Regions from separate parts of the Mus musculus genome. Here regions 2 and 3 are each linked to region 1. The links are chromatin contacts, called in public Hi-C and HiCAR-type maps. All regions are on one chromosome and are shown on one strand. The core of a region is the stretch at or near the end of the contact, and the rest is flanking DNA. Distances in the headings are between cores, read along the strand shown. Region 1 holds the start of Sorcs1 (sortilin-related VPS10 domain containing receptor 1). Region 2 has its middle 31 kb from the start of Mir6407. Region 3 holds the start of AA387883 (expressed sequence AA387883).

Evidence for each region. A called contact is a pair of places that touch in the nucleus more often than the background predicts. HiCAR-type assays count read pairs that join an accessible place to other places.
Region 2: a contact with region 1 is called in a Hi-C map of cerebral cortex, with 2.7 times the contacts expected there. The contact joins the enhancer-like site here to the promoter of Sorcs1 in region 1. A contact is called at or near these places in 6 of 39 promoter capture datasets (cranial neural crest, frontonasal cranial neural crest, hippocampal neurons and 3 more), 1 of 484 Hi-C or Micro-C datasets (cerebral cortex) and 3 of 115 datasets of contacts at active chromatin or transcription factors (astrocytes, embryonic forebrain and forebrain).
Region 3: a contact with region 1 is called in a HiCAR-type map of astrocytes, with 9 times the contacts expected there. The contact joins the promoter of AA387883 here to the promoter of Sorcs1 in region 1. A contact is called at or near these places in 4 of 39 promoter capture datasets (cranial neural crest, hippocampal neurons and liver), 1 of 484 Hi-C or Micro-C datasets (embryonic fibroblasts) and 2 of 115 datasets of contacts at active chromatin or transcription factors (astrocytes and embryonic forebrain).

What each region holds. Positions count from the first base shown.
Region 1 is chr19:50,677,152-50,680,284 of GRCm38.p6, forward strand. Sorcs1 (sortilin-related VPS10 domain containing receptor 1) reads right to left here and starts at 1,495. Exons shown (of 26, transcript NM_021377.3): 1 at 760-1,495. The coding sequence starts at 1,317. It overlaps Gm26629 (predicted gene, 26629), which reads left to right and starts at 254. Exons shown (of 8, transcript NR_166832.1): 1 at 254-365.
Region 2 is chr19:52,977,751-52,980,883 of GRCm38.p6, forward strand. It overlaps a transcript of Xpnpep1 not described here. Among named protein-coding and RNA genes, the nearest start is that of Mir6407, 31 kb to the right of the region's middle. Within about 2 kb of position 1,466, at least 29 of the 459 cell types and tissues checked have an H3K27ac peak or open chromatin away from gene starts, as enhancers often do. A contact at or near this core is called in cerebral cortex, where this site is marked.
Region 3 is chr19:52,921,616-52,924,748 of GRCm38.p6, forward strand. AA387883 (expressed sequence AA387883) reads left to right here and starts at 1,566. Exons shown (of 2, transcript NR_030678.1): 1 at 1,566-1,885.

The DNA of each region.
Region 1 (3,133 bases), core at 245-2,744:
ATCTTTATTTCAGCTCCTCCCTAGAGGAGGTCAGTCGGTGGGAAAACAGGGAGTTGTTGTCACTGGGATCTATCTATCTGATCTTCCCCAGGCTGACCATGCCAGAGAACAACTGCCCTTTCATGGGCTAGAAAAGCCTGGCTCTCAAGATGCACTTGCTAATGCTGTCAGGAGATGCTGGGGAGCCTCTGCACTGAAACTTGCATCCGTTTGGTTCCCAAATAGATTTCTAATACCAAAGGGCACCTTATATCGTACTGCAGTTTGCCTTCTCCGGGGTAGAACAAGGGGCTAGGAGCTCTGTATAAAAATAAAATAAAAAGCCCACAGAGGCGACTTCTCCGTGTGCTCCATCAGTCTATCAGGTAAGGAAATGTCCCTTCAGGGGATTTCAGTGGGCTTGGAGATTTAACCCTTTCAGATCTTCATTAAAAATACTTTAACGCACATACAACCCCCATATTTGGTCTTCAGTTCTACTCTCCAGTGCCATTGAAGAAATAAAAAAGATCTGCCTGGTCCGTTCCAATTTGAACCTTTTGATCTGGAGAACACTCTGAAGGTGGCGGTGGGGGCACCCTAGTAGGCACCATTAACTCTTGGGGGAGGCTAGCTGGGAAGACTTCACTGTGCAGCATCTCCCAAGAAAGAAACCTCTTTGCCCCCCCCCCCTCCGCCCCCAATTCTCCGCCAGCTCTTACAGTGAAAGGTAACCCTTTCCTTCTCTCGCCCCTTTGCCCCCAGTTCCATTCTACTCACGCTGCTGTTGTGGCCAGACCAGTGGACCATAGCTTGGTTGTGTGCTGAGTCTCCTGTCAGAGCAAATGTGGTGCTGGTCAGTCTCAGCTCCTCCATCCGGAAGCGGGTGGCTTTGTCCGGGTCCCGTGCGCCAGTCCCAAGCCCCTGCTGCCCTCCATCCTTTAGCATGTCCCGGCGGCTCCGACTCGCACCCTCTCCGGGTTCAATCTTCTCGGGTTCCGTTCCACTCCGTCTCCTACGGCCAGAGCGTGCAGCGGTCGCCACTGACACCCTGCTGCCCCCAGCTCGCTCCAGAAACAGCGCACGGTCCCCGGGGGCCACTGCGAACAGGGGTCTCATGAAGAGGGGCGGGGGCGTGGCAGGAGCCCGACCCAGAGGTCCCGGGTGAGGAAAGCCTCTTGGGGTAAGGGTCCGGCGTGGGGTCGAGCTAGGGTGCTGCGGAGGGCAGCAAGAGAGGCTGCTGCAGACGCCGGGGGCTAAGAGCATCAGAAGCCCCGCTCCTGCAAGGAGCGCGCTCAGCCCGGCCGAGGAGCCGTCTCCAGCGCCAACTTTTCCCATCTCTGGAGCGTAGAGAAGCGGAGAGGGGGTCCCGGACCGAAGGCAGGCAGCGGAGCGAGGCTACAGGCTGACGGCGGCAGGGCGTGCGCTCAGGACCACAACTCCATCCAAGTTGGGCTGGGCGGCGGCGGGGCGCGCGGAGGCGGCGCCGGGCAGGTGCCTGCCGCTCGCCCAGGCTGGGCTTGTGCGGAGCGCGCGGGTTGGGACGGAGCTGCGAGCCACCGCCGCCGCCGCCGCCGCGCGGGGGTGGAGCCGAACTGAAGTCACGGGCGGAGAGGGCGCCGCGCGCCGGCTGGCGACGCGGGAGGGAGGGCGGGCTCTGCCGGGGCTCCGGGGCACTGCGTCCCGTCTCCGAGCTGCGCTGTGTCCAGGGCTGCGGGCGCGGGCTGCGCTGTCGCCTACCCTCCCCAAGGCGCGCCGAGTCCCCGCAAGCAGCCCGAGCAAGCACCCTTCCTCTTGGGGCGAGCAGCCCCAGGCTCCCGGAGCAGGCGCTGTGAAGGGTTTCCTATTCCTGTTTTCCCTTCTCTCTGTGGTTGTTTCTCCCCTTTTCTCTTTTTCTGGTCTTTTCCAGTTTAGAAGATGAGTGGGCTCTTGCTCTCCCTCTTAAACTGGGTGAGTTGGCATGTAGTCCTTACTTTGTGTGCCCAGGCCTGGAGAAGATCTCAGAAGGCAGCAGAGAGTGGTGCAATAAACTGTGTGTGTGTGTGTGTGTGTGTGTGTGTGTGTGTGTGTGTGTGTGTCCTGCTCAGTCTATGTGTGTGTGTATATATATATATAGTTGGTGAGATTTTCTCTCCTCTGTGATTCCTCCTAGATTTCAGGTCTTTTTAAGCACTCTCCAGTATTGAAAGCACTCACAGTTGACAACACAATTAAAGTTAAGATTCCCCAAGTATTTTGTAGTTATATACATCTTGGCAACTGTCCTTAAGAGACCATAAGCTCCTTGAGAGAAGGGAGACTCCGAAGTGACCTGTTTGCCGTATTATTCTCTGTGTTTGGTAACAGTGCACTGAATGGTAGCAAATGTAAGTGATTGGCTTGATGAGTATGTGTTGTGAGTTTGTTATAGATCTGTATATCAACAAATAGAGGAAATGTGTTGTATTCTTCTGGCATCACTGGTGTCTAGCTCAGGGTTGCTAACACATGCATTCAGATCCCCCCCCCCCCAGCAAGCCCGCGCTTGAAAGTGTTTGCTGTGGGACCTTCAGGTAATTGTGCTTCCCAAATATTAAATTAAGTGGTTGCAATACATGACCTTTAAAATCCTTTGTGACCCTAAAATTCTGTAATTATGTGATTATAATATCAATCCACCCAAGATCCCCTGCCTCTACTCAGAAATTGAGGTAATGATTTATAGTAGGTGGGAGCGCTTTGGAAATTGCAGTTCATCTAAAGCCAGGCCTTTTTCAAATTGTTAGTTGATGCCAAGGTTTAAATGCCATCGCATCTCTTTACCATTTCCACGCACCAAATAATGTCCTCTTGAGCACATGAGAATTATAAAATTATTGAAGGAATGTTTATGGATTGAATGAACAGATGTTATGAAATAGTGTTAATTCCCGTGTGCAGTTTGATTTTTGTTCAGTTTTGCACTTGGAATCATCATCTTACTCTACAAAATTCAAAGTTTGTGATGAGCCCCACTTGAAAGTAATACACAGTGATAATTAATCTTCAGTTAATGAAACCTTCCTGATGATACTCCAGAGGAACAACTTTATGATAAAAATCTATTCCGGGGAGATGTGACATCATGATGGTTCCTACAGCACACTGCAATCCCAATCCCGGAGAGACTGAACCA
Region 2 (3,133 bases), core at 216-2,715, 2.3 Mb after region 1:
TCCAATTGTGTGCCATCTGGAAAAGGCAGATCTTTGGAGACAGTAAAAAGATCAGTGGTTAATTGGAGCTTGCAGGAAAGACGTTGGAGAGACTTGAATAGATGGAGCTCGGGGGATTGTTTTCAGGTAGTGAGACTATATCTGTAAGACACTGTCGTTACACCTTTATGGCACGAGGCACTTATGAAAACCCATTGAACCTTACAGAACCAAGACCAAACCTTAATGTGTGAAAATCTGAATCAATAAATTAAAAAGTCAAGGGGATGTAAGATGGGGTGCAGAATGTGACCTAACAGCCTTCAAAGGGATGAAACCATCACATCCGAATGAGAAGGGAAAAGGTTGGGTCTAAGCCTCTTCAAAACTGAAGACATGGAGTTATAAGGCAAGCATAAGAGGGTACAACCAGGGACAAAGTCACCCAGACTATCAGCCACAACACAGACACTAGAGCCAAACCATCGAGTCACATGTACGGTGAATGCAAGAGAGCCAAGCTTCCCGCCAACGGGGGAGCCAAAGGGGAAGAATCCTGACGTCAACCGCAAGCTTCACACACACACATATATACCTACACACACATACACACACATACACACACACACACGAAATGCTTAAAAACAAGGATAGGTTACACACACACCACCTACATTCAGATGCTCACAAGGTTTCAACTCCTCCTTAAAACTGGATTTTTCTCTTTTAAACATCTGGAGATGGTAGTTCCTACCAGTTGTATAATGGAAACCCGTTCCCTCCTCCATCCCTGTCCAGTCCCACCAGCACTAACTCCATGCCAGTGCAACTTTTTTTAAGCCTTTGGTCTGTTAATTTTTAGCTCAGATACCAAGCCTAAGATAAAAATGTATCCTAATAAGTTACAATAAAGCCTTTGGGACTGTCATCCCACTTTCTTGACCCACTGTTGCTGTGAAAATGTCTGATGGCAATTTTGTATTTTTTCTCATGAATGTGTTCTATGGGTATCCTGTTAAACTTCTAAAGGGCTTCTTTAAAGTCCAGCGATTACCATATTCTGTGCTATTGGACATCATTGGTTTATTTATATATTTGTATATATTTATATAGCTGTCCCTTTCAACATGTCATTTCCAACTTTAATTCTATAATCTCAGGAACGTTTGCTTGAACATTTTCAAGTATTTGTTCTGCTCCTTTCCTTTTGTTTCCTTCTTTGGAGGAACCTGTATAAATGTTATTGTCCGTCTGGGTCCCATTCTCTCTGTGTTTCTGAATCATGTGACTTTCGTGTGTTTGGTGTATGCTGGTGCATAGGCACCCACAAGGAGGACATAGACCTCAGTCTTTTAGTCAGGGTCTCTCACTAAACTCATTGGTCATCAACCATCAGGGAATCGTCTCGTCTCTGCCCCACAGGCTGGAACCGAACCGCAGGCACATCCTGCCCAGCCTCCCTTTAGGTGTGAGCTCTTCACTGACAGCTGTAGGACCTCCCCTTTTTTCTGACTTGCTACATTTCCTCCTGTCTTTTCCTGTTTGCTTAAGACACTGTCTGCTCTGCTCCTTCATTCTCGGATCCTTGTGAGCCTGTGGCTCTGAAATGTTTGCCATCTCCTGTTCGGGTCTATCCTCGGCAGTATCTCCTGTTTATTTTTTCAGGTCTCTTTGCTGAGGGGCTTTGCCAGGCTGGTTTCCAGGGTTCTGGCTGCAGCAGCTCCTGCCTCTCTCCCACATAAACCCACACACCGAAGTAATGTGCAACTGTTTCTTGTTTTGATCACACCTCTCAAAACAGCTCTTGGAGACCAAGCTCCCTGTCTGTTTCCAGGCTGCCTGAGCACCCGGCCGCCTCCTCCATCTTCCTCCACCACCTCTGGAGAGAACAGCAGTGCTCCTCCTCTCGGACAGCACCTCTGTTTGCTCTAAATCTTATTCCTCCCTGCCTTTCAGTTTTGCTATTCCAGCCTCTCTGTTTCTATAGCGATTTGGACTCAAGACTATGGCAAAAGTCAGAACCTACATTTTTAACTCTCGGTCCTGTGAATTTCTTGGTTTTTTTTTTGGGGGGGGGGGTTATATTTGATTTGGGTTTCTGCTCAAGTCCCGGGGTGAGCTGGCCAGCACCCCAGTGTCCCGAGAGAAAACCACACCTGATGCAAACTGCAAGAGGTTTTATTATCAGCTAGCTGAGGACGAAGTCCCTCCACCTTGTAGGGCAGGGGAGTTTGACCTCGAGCGGTGACAGTAGGGGGCTTTTAACAGCTAGCTGAGGAGTTGGGAGGAGAGTTTGTTTTTGCTTGGTTTGCTTTTGTGGGTTTTTTGGGTGTTTGGTTTGGTTTGGTTTGGTTTGGTTTGGTTTGGTTTGGTTTGGTTTGGTTTGGTTTGAAGACAGAATCATTCTACACAATCCTGGCTGTCCTGGAACTCACAATGTAGACCAAACTGGCCTCGAACTCACCAAGGTCACCTGCCTTTGCCTCCCCAGAGCTGAGATTAAAGATGTACGCCACCACACCCCACTTTGCTATGACTTTCTTAATGTCCTATTCTGACTAGCTAGTGACCACAGCATGGGCCTTAGAACTACCAATCAGATGCTGAGGATGGTGCTCAGTTGGTAGAGTTTGCTGTTACTGTAAGACCCCCCGAAGCTGGGCCTCCGATCAAGTCTCGGGATGAGCTGGCCAGCATCCCAGTATCCCAAGAGAAAACCACACCTGATGCAAACTGCAAGAGGTTTTATTATCAGCTAGCTGAGAACGAAGTCCCTCTGCCATGCAGGGCAGGGGAGTTCGACCCCAAGCAGTGACAGTAGGGGGCTTTTAACAGCTAGCTGAGGAATTGAGAGGAGTTGGGAGGAGATGGGAAGAGTTCTTCTCTTCCGGGTGTCCTTGGTGTAATTTACAAGGCAGGAGTGGGGAGTGGGTTCTTTCTGAATTTTTATCTCCGTGTCCTCAGCACAGGAAGGCAGGCATCTCTGGTTGTACAGTATAGAAACAAAAAGGCTTTTTGCTGGCTATAGAGAACAAAGAGCTTCTTTCTAGCTGTATTTTTAGAGATCAGGGAAAACAAGCTTGGGGAACGTCCAGGGGCTTTACCTTCCAGGGAGAAACGCTCTAAGTCGGGGTCTCACATTACAAACATGAGA
Region 3 (3,133 bases), core at 316-2,815, 2.2 Mb after region 1:
ACACTCGTGAAAGTTTTTCTCTCCCAAGTACAGTAAGAAAACACTCAAGCATGAATGGTCGTGCCAGCTACTGTGAGGACACAGACCGAGGTACTGGGCAAGCTCGGGAGCAGTTGTGAGACAGCTGCCTTGCAGGGATGGTTTGTAGCACTAAGGTTCCTTAGCAGAAATGCAGAGTCGTTGACGGATACGGTGTTCCGCTCAGAAAGAAGACACCATAGTATCCTGACAGGTGAAGTGTGGTATTTCAGGAAAAGAAACTAGCTTTTAGGAAGACTCGCTAGTAAATACAGGAGAAAGAATGGAAGGAATGGGGAGAAAAGAATCCTATGTTGTGGGGGGTTGGTAGGATAAATATATAAAGAGTCTTTTAGATATCCAAGTAGAAATGTCAGGAAAGCAGGAGGAATTGCTAAGAAAGGTCAGAGATAGGAAAACATATCGGGCAATTATTGACCTATAGGTAGGATTTCAGAGTCTGTGATGCCGCTGGAGTCCAGAGAAGGGAGATGCTGACATCAGAGACCTTTCCATGTGTGTGGACACAGCCGGAGCCTAACCCAGTGAGAAGGACCTGAGAGCACCGCGAATGTGGAGAAAATGGTGGGATAAAGGGCTGGGGATTACAGTGAGCATGCGCAGTTGCTCAAGCGTATGACCTCAGTGGTCCAAAGGAAGGGCAGGTAAGACACATCAGTGTGGGTTTAAGGAGGCAGAAACAGATCAGGGCGGGCTTAAGGGGACAGAAACACCCACTGCAGGTCTCTCTAGTAAAGACAGCACACACAACCAGACCCCCTGCCTCTGTACTGATCTTGATCGCACCCTGTTTCAAGTCACTCCCTCCCTCCCTTTAGGCACCGATCGTCCATGAATGTAGTCACATAGTCTGTGACTTTAAGCCATTTTAATGTTCCTGTGGGCTGTTCATGCATCAACTATTAAGAGAGATTGAAAGAGCTCTAACAGCGTGTATAAACACTTTCCCAAAGCACTTCCCAATTCTGTTTTCTACTTGATTTCTGGCCTGGTTGCACTCCTCTTGACTCTTGTATTCTGGAGTCCATTCTTGGCTCCATTATCCATCCAAGATCCAGCCTTCTGCTCTTGATGGTCATTAAAGCTCTGGTCAACTTAAAACTAAGCTCCTTGCCTACCTGACACCTTAGGTGTCTTTTTCTAGGGGAGGGGATTAAAAAACACAACAGTTTCCTACCGGATCCCTTCTGCAAGCGACCTGAAAAATTCCTCAGCCTGCTCCGCTCTGCTCTTGAGAGGATGCGCCTTCAACTTTGTAAACATGTTATTTCCGGCATGCTTTAATTGTTTGCAGAAACGTTATCATGTTCCTTATTCCCTTCTTTTTATTTCTAGCATCTTTTTTATGTTATCAGATCTTAATCTTACATTGTGTGGGTTTGGGTTGTTGGTGGTTTTTTGTTTTGGGTGTTTTTTGTTTTGGTTTTTTTTTTTTTTTAAATATGAAATGGGATCGTTTCCATGGCTCGGGAGCGCCCTCTTCTGCCGGCTCCGCGGAATGCTCGCCGTACCTTGTCCTTTTCCTCACTGTCTGGCTCGCTTTCATGAAAGCCTGCCTTTCTTCTTCGTCTCTGTTGACCTCCTGCCATTCACGTTGGATCTTATGCCCAGCAGTTCTTTCTACTCACTGTGGGGCTTTGTCTTAGAATGCACTTTTGTCTGGTGAGTTTTGAACATCCGTGGGGCCTAAACTCGCAGGCCTTTTCAGATCTGTCTACCCGCAGCAAGTCAAGTCTGCAAAGCTCCCTCAGGCGAACACTGCTCTCAGTTGGGCCCCTGGGGTTCGCGGGAACACCTGCCGCTTGCCTAGGGATTGAGATGTACAGCGAATGCTGTTTCCTTTCTGGTAAGTTCTCCTCTCAGCACAGCGGTTGCTAGAATTAGCGTAATTCGTCCTTACCTCATTTTCTGGTCGTTTTTAAGTTGTTTTTGGTGTTTTGTTTTGTTTTGTTTTGTTTTGTTTTAAATCTAGTTATGCCATTAGCTCCAAATACAATTGGTTTGTATCATTGTAGTTTTCTCCCATAGCTGTAGATTTATTGTTATTATTAATTATTAGATTTATTCCTGACAGTTCGAACGCATCCTGGTCGCACGCTCTCTCCTGGTCGCACGCTCTCACATCCCTAGCATACTCAAAGCTAGAGCTTGTGAGAATAACTTGCCCACTGATTTTATTGTAAATGTTGCCCATAGATAATGAGCAGGCACAGTTGGGATTTTATTCTATCTGAGTGCTTAGAGAATTAAATCTTGTACCAGCAGTGCCATTTACCCAGACTCCCCCTGGGTTACATGTCTAAGTCTCTGAGATACTCCCATTATACAGATGACAAAATTAATGCCTAGATGGTTTTGGATTTCTTAGGGTAATTGTAAGCAGTAATTGGGCACAAATCCGGGCTCTCTGCCTATGAAGCTCACACTACCAACAGCTCTGCAAGGCTGCATTGAAGGATGGCCAAGCCCTTGGGAAAGTGGGTAGAAACTTAACCAAAAGATTAGGAGGAAACTCACTCTGAACTAAGAGAACAGAATGGATAGAGGCTCTGGGCTTCCAGGCAGGGAGAAAACAGAAGGAAGCCAATGAGGCTCGAGACTGGTGACACTCACAGAAGCCTGCGTGGAACAGCGGAAAGGAAAGTACATTATTCAGAATAGTGCACAACGGGGAAAGATCTTAGCAGACTGTGAGTCAGCGTTCTGCCCTGCCACAGGGCACAGCCTTTGGGAAGGCCTTTCGGTGAGTTTGACGGCGTTTATCCCAGGCCTGCACCGGCTGGGTGCTGGGCTTTGGGGAAACACAGAGACACTGCTCCCAGGCTAGGAAACTTAGTCTGAGATGTGAGAAAGATGTATTCCCTGACTTCCGGGGGCGGGACAGGGGGCAGTTGTTCCTGGAGGAATGCACAGAGAAGTCAGGAATGAAATGTCCACAGGCCCCTGATAGGACTGGAACCAGGTGCTCCCAAACTCCTGGACATCTAGGTGTTGCTGAGTCATGAAGAGTTGAGAGCAGAGTCTGGGGGTTGAGCTGAGGACTGTGACTAGCCTGGCCAGGGGCAATGGGGAACTCCGGTTTAGCTCAGCTGTG